Linked DNA regions of Sus scrofa: regions 1 and 3 are each linked to region 2. A link is a contact called in public Hi-C data. All regions are on one chromosome and are shown on one strand. The core of a region is the stretch at or near the end of the contact, and the rest is flanking DNA. Distances in the headings are between cores, read along the strand shown. Region 1 overlaps BABAM2 (BRCA1-A complex subunit BRE). Region 2 overlaps RBKS (ribokinase). Region 3 overlaps BABAM2 (BRCA1-A complex subunit BRE).

Region 1 (4,388 bases), core at 32-2,531, 470 kb after region 2:
CAATCAAACTAAGGAAAAGAGGGATTGGGGGAGAGAATGCATATTTATTTAGTACCTGCTTTGTTTTTGTTCAGTCCTTTCAGCAACACCATGAAATAAGAATTATCATCTTCATTTTGCAGATGAAAAAAATCAAGATTCCAAGACACAAAGTATTTTGCTTGCCTATGTCTCACCACTAATAAATGGTGGCGCTAGGAATCGAACCCGTTTTTATCTGACTCCAAAGTCTACATGTACCTTTTCCCATTATTCTGGGCTGTCACCTCCCAGATTATGATTTTTTTTCCTTTGCATTTGCAGCAAAATTCAAGAAACTTCGGGCTTTAGTTCAGTAGTGCTACTTCAACCCCAAAGGTAACCTGTTGACATGATCAGAGCATGCGAAGGATAGTGAAAACTTGAAACCAGTTTAACAAAATCTGAATAATATTTTGTCTCCTTGGTCACTTAAATCTAAGGCAGTGACAGCAAAAGGAGACACGATTTCATTTTTTCAATGCCTTGAGTAGGATACTTCTGAATCGGAGAACTTTAATGGTTCCTGTAGGCAAGAATTTTGGGTGTGTGGGATTTCACTCTCTAGTGGTTAGAATCCATGTGCCTCGGAGGTTTAGTGTGTCGTGGGTGAGATCAGGGTGGTCACTCATTGGTTGTGTGCCCACCATGCGGAGCAGCCTGGGCATGAGATGGGAACGGACTGCCTTCAGGAAGAACTGACCCCAGATGGAATCACTCTTGGAGGGGAGTTTACAGCCAGTCAATCCTGGGTTAAGACTGTCTCCGAACCAGGCTCCAAGGAACGGGAGGGGCCAGAGAAGACTAACCACCAGGAAGCGAATCCATGAGTATCTTCCCTACTAACCTAAGAGCACAGGCATATAGAGTTTGGAAGGTCTGGACAAATGAAATAATGGCTGACTTGTGAATAAGGATGAAAATATTTGATGATGTGACTCCCAGGGAAGCAATTATGGTTAACCCCTCATTTGTTTGGCATTTTCAAGGATTGAACTGGCCCACATAACTGATTTTTCCAGACAACTAAAACTTTCCTATTTATGTGCCTCGAATGTTTTTAACCAGGCTTAGTGGAAATATTTCTGAACTAGGTTGTACCGTTATCCTGCCTTCTTGAACAGAAGCTGCAAGAAGTAACATTTCCCTGGTCGCCTTTGACGGCAAGTCTGAGAAAACCCGGTTCGAGGAGGTTCCAGTAGTTAGGACATGCAGTTGTGTCACATAACAAGAAATCTGGAGGGGGCAGCACCAGTGATGATGCATCCGACAGCTCAGTGATGTCAGGCTGACTGCCCTCATGGTCACAAGACAGGGACACAGCTCCAAGCCTCAAGATCTCACATGCTAAGATCTAGGCAAGAATGCAATGGGGGCTTCTCTTTACATGTGTCTTTAATCAGAGAGGAAAATATTTCTCAGAGGACCCCTAGCCCACTTCCCCTCGGGTCCCACTGGCAGGACTGAGTCACATTTCCATGCCTTGGTTTCATGGAAGGCTGAGGGAGTGAATGCCCAGCGCTTTCCAACTAGGGGGTGGGAGGAGGGCTCTGCCCATAAAAAAAGAAGGATGGAGAATGGCTGTTGGGTGGGCAACCAAGAGGGCCGGCCAGGTTACCAAGATTGGGAGTAAACATTGCTAGGTATGGTAATAGTTTGAGGGATGGTTGAGATTCTGTTTCTACAGTGAATGGCCCTAGACTGGGATGTTTGCTGATGTCCTGAGTCTGGTTTTATGTCTTTTTCTCCCTCCTTGCCTTGTGCCAGACTGCTAGTTATCACTGCTTGCTTTTAATGTATCTTATCCTCATTTTGCCGTAATTAGTCCCCCCCCGCCCCCGGAAAAAATCGTATGATCAGACTTGTTAGAACTATGCCTTAAATGTCCTGCGTGAGCATGTGGCAGCTGTCCTGTGGATCGGATACAAAGGGTGCATTTCTTTTGGCTGTTCAGTGTCCTTTTTCCATTGTTGAGGTTGGTGGGGGGGTAAGGAGTCTCTAGAAAGTCTTGTGAATGTAGATGAAACTCTGATGAAGTTCTCTTGTGAACAAATGAGCATTTAGGGGCAGTGAAGCTTATTTCCTAGAGAAGGTAAGACCGTCGGAACTTCAGCATGACTTTCCTGAAACCACGAGAGAGGCGGCCAGATTTCTCAGTGCGTAAAGCGACACCCCTCCGCCCCACCTGTGCAGGCTGCATAGCTAGTGGCTGCTTGGGTAGCCCCCCTGACTCTGGGACATGACCAGTGGGACACCTGTCCCTGCAGTGACAGTCCAGCATGCGGCAAGCTGGTGCAGAACTTAACTACGCCAGCCTCCTGCCAGCACGTCGGAGCCCTGTGAGCGACTCGACTCGTGTGACGTGCCCAGGTGGGGCACAATTAGAAGTGTTTGGGTGTGACTTGTTTCAACAAGTTCACAAAGAAAGCAATGCTTCGGAAATGATGAGTGAAATTATACCGAACAAGTGAGGGCCACCCCTTCCGTGGATGGAGAGCTGACCAAGACTCCATCTCTGCATAGGAAGCTGTTGTGAAAATAACCCTGACAGTGAGTTCCTGAGCCCGCCGATGCCATGATTCTACCCTGGGAATCAAACCTGAGCCAGTAGACGGGTTGGGTTCCCAGGAAGCTGATGTTAAAAGGTTCAAACTGGACATTGCTGAGACTGTGAGGCCAAACTTAAACAGCTAAAGCCCCTTGGGAGTTTCTGAAAGCCAGTTAGCTGTTCAAAGGCCTGCTGGTCATTACTTTACTGTGTCAGAAAATCATGAGTTAGCCTGTCGGTGAAATGTTAAGTAACAGAAACATTTGGGGATGAGGAAAAACAAGTTTTGTTTAAAAAAAAAAAAAAAAATCTGACTAATTTGTACCATTCAAATCACTCTTTTAAGAAAAAATGCAAACTATTTCTCATAAATAGTTTAGCTATTAACTCCTTCTTATGCGTAGAACATTTTTAAAGACGCCGTCCTGGAGTTCCCATGGCCCGGCGGTTTAAGGATCCAGCGTTGCCACTGCAGCAGCTCTGGTCACTGTCATCTCTGGCCTGGGAACTTCAACATGCTGCAGGCGTGCCACCCCCCATTTTTTTTTTTTTTTTTTAATGAAATAAAGCAGCCATCCTTTTACTGACTGCTGACTGATCCAGATAGGATACGCCCTAGTTAAGCTGAGCAGGATATTTTTATTTTGCTGATTTTATTTTCTCATGTGAATGAATTTGTAGATTTTTACCTTTGAAATACTCTTGACCATTCCTGCTCCCCTCATCAGCCGGCAGACTGCGTTCAGATTTTAATATTGGCTTCAACTACACTTTTTCAAGAAGAATCTTCAGGGGGACATAGTCATATAATGTGTTTGGAGAGATCGTGGTGTACAGATCAGCGTATATCTGGCTCACAGGTTTTTCTTAATCAGAATAACTCACTTGCCAAGTAAATAAATTTGCAGTCACGTTATGAATCATTTCTGATCTTGGGCATTTAGGGGGTCAGAGTGGATGATTCAGAACTAAATGGGAAAATCGTTTTTCAGCATATCAAAAATACCAGCAACTCATTTTCTGTAAAAACAAAATAACAGGAACAAAAATGTAATGCATTTCCAAGCCCCCTGAAGCTGGTAGCTTGAGAGTCGTGAAGCCTGTGGTAATACCGAGTGGTGATTGTACTTACTTTAAATTTGTAAATTACTGCCGTTGAATTTTATTATTTAAAAGTATTGCTCTTTCGAAGGGCAGCTTGCATGCGAAACACTTTTACCAGTGCTATTGCTGTTGCTTTGGGTGTTAATCTGAATCTCGTTCTATATTTGGAAACATATATAATATAAACATAATGAAATCAAGTTAAAGTATATGTGAAAAGGCATTTTTCTAAAATTAATCAGAGGAAATGAAATGAGTAATCAGAAAAGAGATAAATTTCATTTTAGAAAACATATTTATTCACAATGACCGAAGATGTTACAACTCAAGCTCTGTAAGGAAGGGGATTCGAAAGGGTTTTCTGCATCCAGTTACTTATCATTTGAACGAGTCTGTTTTTTCTTTTGTATTGTTCCTATTTGTTACCACATCTCTGCTTTGGCACAAATAGACATGGGTTGAAACTGCATTGAGGAGTTCCCATCATTGCTCAGTGGAAACAAATCTGACTAGCATCCATGCGGATGCAGGTTCAATCCCTGACCTCGCCCAGTGGGTTAAGGATCTGGCGTTGCTGTGAGCTGTGGTGTAGGTTGCAGACACGGCTTGGATCCTGCGTTGCTGTGGCTGTGGTCGTAGACCAGCGAGATTTGACCCCTAGCCTGGGGACCTCCATATGCCCAGAGTGTGGCAAAAAAAAAAAAAAAAAAAAAGAAAC
Region 2 (4,708 bases), core at 1,569-4,068:
AACCGGAGTTGCCCTGGGCAGGTGTCACTCCTGGGCAGGTGTCGGGGAAGAGGGCGGGATGGAGGGAGCAAAGGTTTCAGGAAAGAATAACCCGATGAATAACCCACCTGGATAAGGAGGGAAGAGAGGTGAGGAAGGGGCCAGCGGGTCAGCAGGAAATGAGAGCAAGTGAGGAAGAAGAGGTGAGAGGGCTAGTTTGGTCGGAGCAGGATGTGAGATTTATTCCCACAGAACTGACGCAGTGCCAGGTGTTAACGATTTCCTGGGAGTCGTCATGGGAGTGGGAGGCTGGAGGGAGGTGAGGAGTCCCTGGAGGTGAGGGCATCTAGGACCCGTGAGCCTTCGTGATGGTTCCTGCTCCCGGTGCTGAAGTCATCGTAGATGGTGGTTAGCATGGAGGGGGCGGGTGTGGAGAGAAAAATGGTGATGCAGATGCCAGAGTCTTGCATAAACAGAATGATCAGGAAAGGAGGTCGAGGCTTATGACTGAATCGCATGAGCCTCGGCTGCAGGAATCCCTATGGGAGGATACAGGAGGGCTGGCTGCAAGCTGCAAGAACGTGCCTCGGGATCAGGAGCAGCTTGGCCCTGCAAGTGCTGAATGGGGAGTGAAAGAGCTTGCTTAGGAGGGGCAGCACACCAGAGGGCTTCTAGAGAAGCACAGAGCAGTGGGGGCTCTCCTGAGCCGTGTGTCTCTCTGAGCCTCCTTTGTCTCTGCCCCGGGTCTCTTCCTCCTCCCCCACCGTAATGATATTCCCTCGGCTTCTGTCCATCACGGCCGCCCTTCTCAGTCCCCATAATTTCCTGGGTGTGTCAAGTACTGCTGCTGTTATAGTTTCAACGGCTGTGAGCAGGGTGAGTCCTCAGTCATTACCTTTAGCCCAGACTGTCCTCTGTCATTGGATTTATGCACCTTAACTACCTGCGCGTCAGCTCCACCAGCCTCCTCGCTCTTGCGGGCGCCTCTAACTCAGCCTGCCCCACTGCACCGGTAACCCTGACTGAACACGGGCCTTTTCTCATCTTTTCCGTTTGTGGCACCTCTACGCTGAAAATCCTGGGGCTTTTCTGGATAATCACCAGTTGCCAAGTTTACATTCTAAATATTTCTCGAATCTGTCTCCTCATCTCATCCCTGCTGCCACTGTCCTACGTCGCCTCTGGACGTGCTCCCCTCCCCTCCAGAGGACCAGGCTAACTTCCCAGCTGGCCTCCCTGTCTCCGGTCTGGCCCCTTCCGTTCCATCCTGTGTACCGCTGTACATCTGGCCACCTCAACTCCGTGCCTAAAACCCCTTGACCACTTCCCATCTTTCTTAGGCTAGCACTTTAGCTCCCTCGCATGGCACACGAGGTTCCCGAGCCCACCTCCCTGGCTTCATCTCTTTCTTCCCCTACGGACCTGCGGGACCTGGGTTTCATTCATGGAGATCTGTCAGCTTGAACTCATCCCTGGACTAACTCCTCCTCCTCCTCCAAGACACAGCTCAGTAACTTGGTCATCACGTATCTGCCGACTGGCCCTGCATTCAAAGCCCTGTGTTTTCCCTCATCTCCCGAGTCGGGGTCAGGCTCCCTCCTGGTCCCCCCCTGCCCTCCTCCGTGGCCTTCCTCCCTCCGCACCCTCACACGAGCACAAGGCCAGGCTCAGCTTGAAGTGCGTGCTGGCTGAATCGAGGGCTGTCAGGAGGAGGCGTGCTGATTAGGTGAGGAGCACATGCTGTGCCAAGAATGCCCTGTAGGAGGGATGACACTGAGGCAGACTCGAGAAAGGCCTCATTTGCCAAATTCCAGTTGCTAGAAAAGTGGGTGAGTTGTAAGGCGTGCTGGGTATTAAGTGTGGCTGCGGAAAAAAAACAACAACAACAAAAACCCAGGTGGTGAAAATCCCCGAGGTAGGAACTTGTCAGGAGGCTCCAGGGCCCAAATGATCTTGCAAGCATGATGTCATCATGAGGCTTCATGTGTTAGGAATCCGTCCCCACGCAGGATGACTCATCCCCCAAGCTGCCGAGGGACCCTCGCAGTTAAAGTCCTTGCATTCCTCCCCGATGTGTTAACGCATTCCATCTGACAAGCAGATACCACTTTCCTTTCTTTTCAAAACCTCTCCCTACCCAAAGCAAGGCAGAGCCCAGCGGACCTGAATTCCTCAGCCAGGCTCAAGGTTTGCATCCAGGGAAAAGGCAAATGGGACGACACGGGACTAAATCCCCAGTCAACGGATCATTTCTTCACACACACACACATACACACACACGATTATTGCAAGGGGCTCAGGGAAGGGACAAGAGAACAGTGCAGATCCACCAGGGTCCCTGCTACCTCCCCCCCCCGGCCCCCGCCGCTGTGCAGGCAGGGCCGCTGAGGTGGCGCTCAGGCGCTGAGCTGCTGAGGTGGCTTACCCTCAAGCGAGCCTGGTGCACGTCCTGCTTTGCTCTTGCTTCCAAGTTCCAAGAAAGGGCTTCTACCTTGTTCCTGTGCAGGAGATTGCGGCACGACCATCTGGTTGGCCCTGGGGGGTAGAAGTCATTCTTTGTCCTTAAAGGGTGACTCATGGATCGGCAGGAGACACGGGGTCATGAAGCCAGGGGAAGGGGCATGGAGGGAACACACAGCTGGTATTCAGTTCTGCCTTCTCCCCTTTTGTTCGCCGTGTCACCTGTCAGGATGGTCAGCCGTCCATGAAGCCCCTCCGTACACAGCTGGGGAAAATGTTTTTCTCGCGTGGGTAGATGTGTTCTCCTCTGGGACAAGGCAGTAGATGGTGTGGACTCAGACGGACCTGACTTTAAGCCCCGATTGCACCATCTCGGCAAGTGACTCAACCTCTCTGGTGACTATTTACCTGTGACGTGGGAATCGACCCCATAGGGCTGCTCTGAGTACGGAATTGGGTAATGTACGTGAAAAGGCCCAGCACACGCCTGCAGCAGAGCAGGTGGCGGCAAAGATGGGGACGACTGAATGGTTTATTCTCAGAGACCCCTTAACCGCCTGCCCCATGGTCACCATCCCGCGGATCCTCGGGCCAGGGGTTTGTGCTGTGCTGTGCTGGCTTTGTGTTCCCAGCTCAGAGGAGCAGAGGGACGCTCTCACAGTCAGGAAGGCAGGAGGGGCAGAAGCGTGTCCTGGAGCTCTTGATTACAGGGAGGCCAGGCTCCAGAGCATCCCAGCACTCTGACCATCTGTCGGTGCTGGCTGGGGTCTCTGAAATGCATTTCTCTGTGTGGGCAGGGGAGATACTTTATGAGACCTTGAGAGGGTCTGTGAGCAGGAGAGTAAAGAAATGTAAAGGGAAGAGTACCAAGGTCATTGCAAGACCAGGGAACCCGGTAAATCTCCTGCTTTCATTTGGGTGGAGGGACAGAGGGAGAGGTTTCTGGAGACGTCTGAGCTGGGAAGGGCCGGCCGACAGCCCGGGCAGGAGGTGACCTGCTGGCAGGGAAGGCTGTGTGCCTCCCTTTGCGCTGCTGTTTTCCATCACAGCACCGGCCACCGGACAGAGGGCTCCTTCATTCTTGGGTATGGGGGAGGATGCAGATCTGTCCAATTAAAGTTTCATCGGAGGGCAATTAGGAAAAAAAAAAAATCTCTTAAAAGGCTCCTTAGGACGGGTGGGTGGTGAGTAATGAAAAAACGGTGTTTGAGCAACACCAAAATTGGGCCTCTTGCCACAGGGAACTGCCAGTGGCCCCATCGGGGTCTTCGGTGCATTAAGAAGCCCTAAGCAGCGACCTCCAAAGTGCCAGGCTCACTAGGCAGGTGTTGGTAGCTCCCTGCTCTCTTTCCACTGAGCCAGAAATTCCTACATCTCCCAGCCAGTTCCCTTCCTGTTTACCTCAATCTCCGTCGCCTTGGCCACCAGTGAGCAGCGGGCAACCCCCAAACCCTGGAGCGAGGATCTGAACAAGGAGATTAGAGCTGGCCCGGCCCGGCCTGTCTGCCCACGGCAGGAAAGGGCAAAGGTTCTTTCCTGGGCAGACAAAACGGAGCAGTCTGTCTGATAAACACTGCAGGAGATAGATGCTGCTTACACAAGAGCCCTGTTTTCACAGCTCGAATCTGAGGATTTCTATCTTCTCTTATCAGCGAGTATTCACATCATAAGAATGAGATCATACCCTTTCTAACCTCAACCTTCCAACTTCCGTGACCAGATCAGTTTAGGAGCATCTTGGTGGACAGTGGGAATCCAGTTTTCTTATCATTATTGTGTAAGTGCTGCTGCTTGTTATTCTAAATAAATCAGGAGGGAACATGGACTAATCATTATGTCATAAATGTCCATGACTTTGCCTTCAACTATTAGCCGTCTTAATTTACTACAATTAAATTTCAATGATTCGAGGGAGATAGTCTACTTTTTAAATACCCTGATTAAAAGAAAGCAAATAGTTTCTGCCTTAAAATATTTCAAATGATCATTGTTTCATATTGATCAAGTGTGAGACCACATGTAGCAGAATTTTGATGCGATTTTTTAGTAGAACACAATTTATCAACAATCTGACTTAAAAAAAAAAGCTTGATTGAGATAGAATTCACATACCAAATAACCTGCTCATTTAAAGTATACAATTCAATGTGCTTTAATATATTCAAAGGGCTGAGCAACCACCACCTCAGTCTCATTTTAGGAAATTTCATCCCCCACAAAAGAAACCTTGGACCCATTAACTGAGTCACTCCTCATTCTTTCCTACTCC
Region 3 (4,592 bases), core at 258-2,757, 510 kb after region 2:
AGCCCCTTCCCTTCGGTGGGTGGGCGATTGACTTTTCCAGGCATTACTTCCCCTGGCATCTTCGTGAGGGCTCCCCGCCTCTGGTCCTCCTCTTGATGGGAGGAAGAGGCGCGACCAAGAGGAACAGGCCCTCTTTCCGCCTCCTGAACTGCCGGTGCCTCTGAACACCTGCTGAACACCTGCTCGGGACTCTGCCGCGTGCGTGAAAGCGCATCCCAGATAATGACGACTCCTGCCTCCACCACCGCTCACCACCTATGGCTCGTCGGGGCCTGGGCTTGGCTGGTGCCTAATTCAACAGATGAGGCAAGACACTAAAAGGTTAAGTGGCTTGGCCAAGGTCACTTGGCTGTCTTAGAACCGTTAACTAGTGGCACTTAGAGATCACCAGGTATATGCGTCTTCTGGTTACAGGGAAGGAAACCCAGGCCCGGCTCCAGGTGAGGAAACGAGCCAGGGCCTGGACTGGGACCTGTGTCTTCTGCTCATGGTTCAGTGCTCTTTCTACTTGCCCCACTGCGCCCCCTCCCCCGCCCCCTGCCTTAGGATACATGTTCTCTTGGACAGTAAAAGGTCCATTTGAGGACTGGGCCAACTTCGATACCCCCATCTGGGGCAGCCAGTGCCATGTGATTCTCAAATATCCCTCTGCCTAAGTGACCTCCCCCTGACCCACCCTTTGACCAGAGCTACATGCAGGGCAGCAGCTCTGCAGAAGCCACCCAGGGGCATAGGTGCCTCCCACTGCAGGGCTCAGCCTTAGACCCCACGAGTATGCGTCCAGCAGCTCGGGGCTGCATTTCAGGAGACACACAGTGTCCCGATGACGGTGGTTGGGTGTCCAGTGCTGAAATGGATCATCTCTGTGCCTCCACCTGTCAGCTCAACATGATAAATGAAAAGCGATCTAAGAAGGCCCCGGGGGAAGGATGAACCCGGAGCAAGGACCTCAGGGCCTCTCCGTCCACACGGGGGGTTTCTCTTCTGCAGCCACATGTGCTCTGGCTGTTCCCACAGACTCGGCCTCTCCCCCTCAGACCCAGCTGGGTCGCCATGGTAACAGTGGACCTCTGTTGATCACCTAGTAAGCCAGGCACCAGGCTTGGGTAGCAGTGATTACGCTTGAAGGTAGCATGATCACTCCCCTTTCTCAGCCCAAGAACTTCAAGCTGCAGAGGTGAGTCACTTGCCCAGGTGATGCCTGGCAACCAGGAAGGAGCAGGGCCAGGCCTTGAGCCCAGGTGTGGCCACTCCAGGCCTGCACCGCACACTCCCCGTCCTTCACAGCCCCTAGCCTGCAGGGCTCGGAGGTCATCGGGCACAGCTCCCTGCTTTGTAGGTGCCCAGAAAAGAGAAGCGATTTACCCCGAGACCCAAGGCCTGGAAAGGTAGTCCCGCCGAGCCCCTCTGCCCCCCCGCCGGCGCCCTAATTCCTGATCTCAGGGTTAGCCTGCTCCACCCCCCGCTGCGCCTGTGTGCTCAGGCCAGGAGCCAATTCATGGAAAACCTACCTGGCCTCGGCCTGGGCTCAGCTCTTTAAGTTTAATTTGGCTGACCTGAGACTCTGGGATTGGACAGAGTTGTGTTTTTCGAACACCCAGAGCAAGGGGCTGAGATCCGTGAAGAGGGTCAGAAGCTTATGTTGTCCTAAGTCCCATTTAGCTCCAATTTGGTCTGAAAATAATTTCCCTTCCAGTGCGAGCAGAACGAGGCGCTTGATGGACTCAAGGCCTCTCTCGCCACGGGTGCCTTTGGCCAGTGAACGGGGACAGGGGACGTGAGAAAACCTTCCCCCCACCCCCTGTAACGCACTGACACTTTGCAAGCTTACCACACACTTGGTCTTGGGGGTCAAAGGGTTTTATAAAAGGTGACAGACAGCTAGTGCCATTGGCAAGCGATAGGCTCCGGGCAGCGCTCCACTCTCTCTGATAACAACTGAAATAAATGAAAACGGTGCTTTAAAAAAAAAAAAATCTATACGTGGATGGGAGCCAGTTGCCATTTTCCCCTCCCCCTCTGCTCCCCGAGCTGACGTCGTGAGGATCCGCGTTGAGAAGCGCTCGCTGACAACAGCTGGTAGCACCATGCCTTTTAATAGCCCTTCTCCACACTGCTTCCCCCCCGGCATCACGCAGTTCGCCCTGGCAGGGAAAGCCCAGGACAGAACAGGAAACTTTTGAACTTTCTGAAGAAGGAAAGAGCTTGCCGTAAAGCTTGCTCCCTCTTGCCAAGACCTTTCGGTCGAAGGAGCTTGCGCTGCTGCAGCCCCTTCCCCCAGAAGTTTCCGAGAAAAACTTGAGCTGGTGAGATTTGCTTCATCTGATTGGCCCAGGGTGACCCCAGGAGCGAGAGTGGGGAGACAGGACCCCGGGGCCCGGGGCCAGTTTCAGCAGCAGCCAGCACCCTTCACTCCTCAGGCACCTGTCTCAGAGCCCACAGCCTCTGCCTGTGGTGTCCTCACCTGTGACTTGGGACGGGGCGCCACCCCGCCCTGTGGTGCTGGGGTGGGTCACACTCCGAGGTGTACTTCAGGCAGCCAAGCACATGCAGTGGAGGTTGGCTGCCACCTGTCCACACCGGACCCTCTGAAGAAGGGCCACCAGGCTCCCCTCAGCAAACACGGGCAGGTGAAACTCGGGGAAGGAATGAACGGCAGCAGCTGGCCGGTTGACAAAATTCGTGCCCACACGTTGTCCCATCCAGGCGGGCTGGTCCCCCCCTCCTCCCGGAGGAAACAGAGCCCAGGCTGCTCTCGCTCTAGGCCTGCGGCTCCACCTGCCTCATCACAGTGCCCGCCTCCCAGGAGCACAGTCGGACTGTGCGCTTTGCCGTCCGAAGTCCCAGAAGAGGTAGGGATTTGACTGACTCAGGACCGTCCTGATCAGGACCTGGGTGGGAGGGGGCGCGTTGTCCTTCTCGCCAACTGTTGGCACAGGTTAAAGTTTGCAAATGGACTATAGTTTTACAGTTTTCTTCTTTGGAACCTGAACGTCGCATCCGCCAGCTTTCTGGAGGTGCTCTCTCTCACCTCCTGAACCGCGTGTAAGGGACACGCTTTACTTGCCCTTGCAAATGGGTGGCCGTCAGCAGTTACCGTCCTTACAGCCACAGAGTCCTCGCTGGGTGCTCTGTAGAGGCAGGCCTGGGGGTCCCCGCCTTCCAGGGCTGGCAGTGCAGCCTGGCTCCCGAGCCATGTGTACACATGACATGTGGCCCGGGAGAAGCACAGACGGCGTCTGCAGGCAGGGAGAGAACCTTCTGGTGACCGGGAGGACTTGCGGAGGCCGAGGGCATTTGGCCTGAGCATGACCGAAATGGCCCAGGTGAGGAGGCGCCAGTGGCCAGATTGGGGGGAGTGGCAGTGGGACTGGCACCCCGGACCTCGCGCGGGCTTCGGGGGGCTTATGACACCCCTGCCGACACAGGTAACATCGCAGCGAGGAGACCTACTTGCAGTTTTTCTGGAGAGAACCTTTAGCTTCTCAAAGGAGGGCAGGCACGATCCCAAAACTGTAACCTAGGGAACGTGTTAATCGTGAAAATCATGGCGTGCCAGGCTTTTGAGTGTGGGCAGATGAAGGGTGGGGCAGTGACAGAGACCCACACTCAAAGGGAATTGATGTCGTTGTCACAGACAGGCGACGTGAGCCTTGTGTCGCCGGCAGAAGCAGCAGTTTTGTGCAAGGTAACAAGTCAGGGAGCCAGGGTGTCAGAACGTCGGGGAAGAAGAGGAAGAAGCTTCAGGATGGATTCACCATGGGGGTTTAGGAGAATTGGAAACGGAGGCTTCTGTTACAGACGTATCAGCGGCCCAAAGCCCTTCCGGGAACGTGATACTGATGGAAACGTGCACTTAGACAGACATCCGGGTCCCAGTGTCCCGTAGGTGGTTGGAAATGTGGGACTGGACGTTTGGGAGAGAAATAAGAGACCCAGATTGGGGGGTTCTCTGCTGAGGGTGGTACGAGCCTGAGAGGAAGCCAGGGGAGTGGAGAGCAGGATGGAAGGGGCCAAGGAGAGGTTTCAGTGGGAGGGGGGAGAGGACAGGGGTGGGGGGTGGGGGGGGAGGGCCAGGATGTCCACGGGGTCAGGGGAAAGGAGCTTCCACAGAGGGACCCACATGCTAATACCACAGAGAGGCTGCAGAGGCTGGGACTGAGCAGAGCTGCTGGAGCAAAGCGTTGAAATTTGCAAGAGGGTCTCAGGTGACTTGGTGTTGGGGGAGGGGACCAGCCGGGTGTCACAATGACTGCTCTGCACGGTGATCTAGCAATGACCCTGGGGCTGCTGAGTGGTGTGGGGCTCGTCGCCTGACACAGATGTCTCTGTTCAGTTTCACGACTCCCGAGCCGTCCTCTGTTCTCTCGTGGGTGGGTTTCGCATTGTTGCCTCTCGCGGCGCAGCAGGTCTGCCTTCTGCCTTTAAGTGAGCTCCCCCAGCTCCTCTTGGGGCGCTTCTGAGGTCCTGGCAGTCTGGAGCGCCAAGCGTATCAGAACCGTAGCCTAAATAAAATAGACTTGGGTGAAGTCCCTGAGCCCTTTGTGGGCCTGATGGCGACAAGTCTTCTGGGTGGCCCTTCCTGGCTCACG

What was found. Hi-C and Micro-C count contacts between places; a contact is called where the count stands out from the background.
Region 1: a Hi-C map of embryonic fibroblasts shows a contact between it and region 2, with 3 times the contacts expected there. A contact is called at or near these places in 3 of 47 Hi-C or Micro-C datasets (embryonic fibroblasts and fibroblasts).
Region 3: a Hi-C map of liver shows a contact between it and region 2, with 6 times the contacts expected there. A contact is called at or near these places in 1 of 47 Hi-C or Micro-C datasets (liver) and 1 of 2 datasets of targeted methods (skeletal muscle).

What each region holds. Positions count from the first base shown.
Region 1 is chr3:110,937,989-110,942,376 of Sscrofa11.1, reverse strand. The region is part of intron 10 of BABAM2 (BRCA1-A complex subunit BRE); the gene reads left to right. Among named protein-coding and RNA genes, the nearest start is that of FOSL2, 97 kb to the right of the region's middle.
Region 2 is chr3:111,406,226-111,410,933 of Sscrofa11.1, reverse strand. All of the region lies in intron 7 of RBKS (ribokinase), which reads right to left. Among named protein-coding and RNA genes, the nearest start is that of TRNAE-UUC, 5.5 kb to the left of the region's middle.
Region 3 is chr3:110,899,001-110,903,592 of Sscrofa11.1, reverse strand. All of the region lies in intron 11 of BABAM2 (BRCA1-A complex subunit BRE), which reads left to right. Among named protein-coding and RNA genes, the nearest start is that of FOSL2, 58 kb to the right of the region's middle.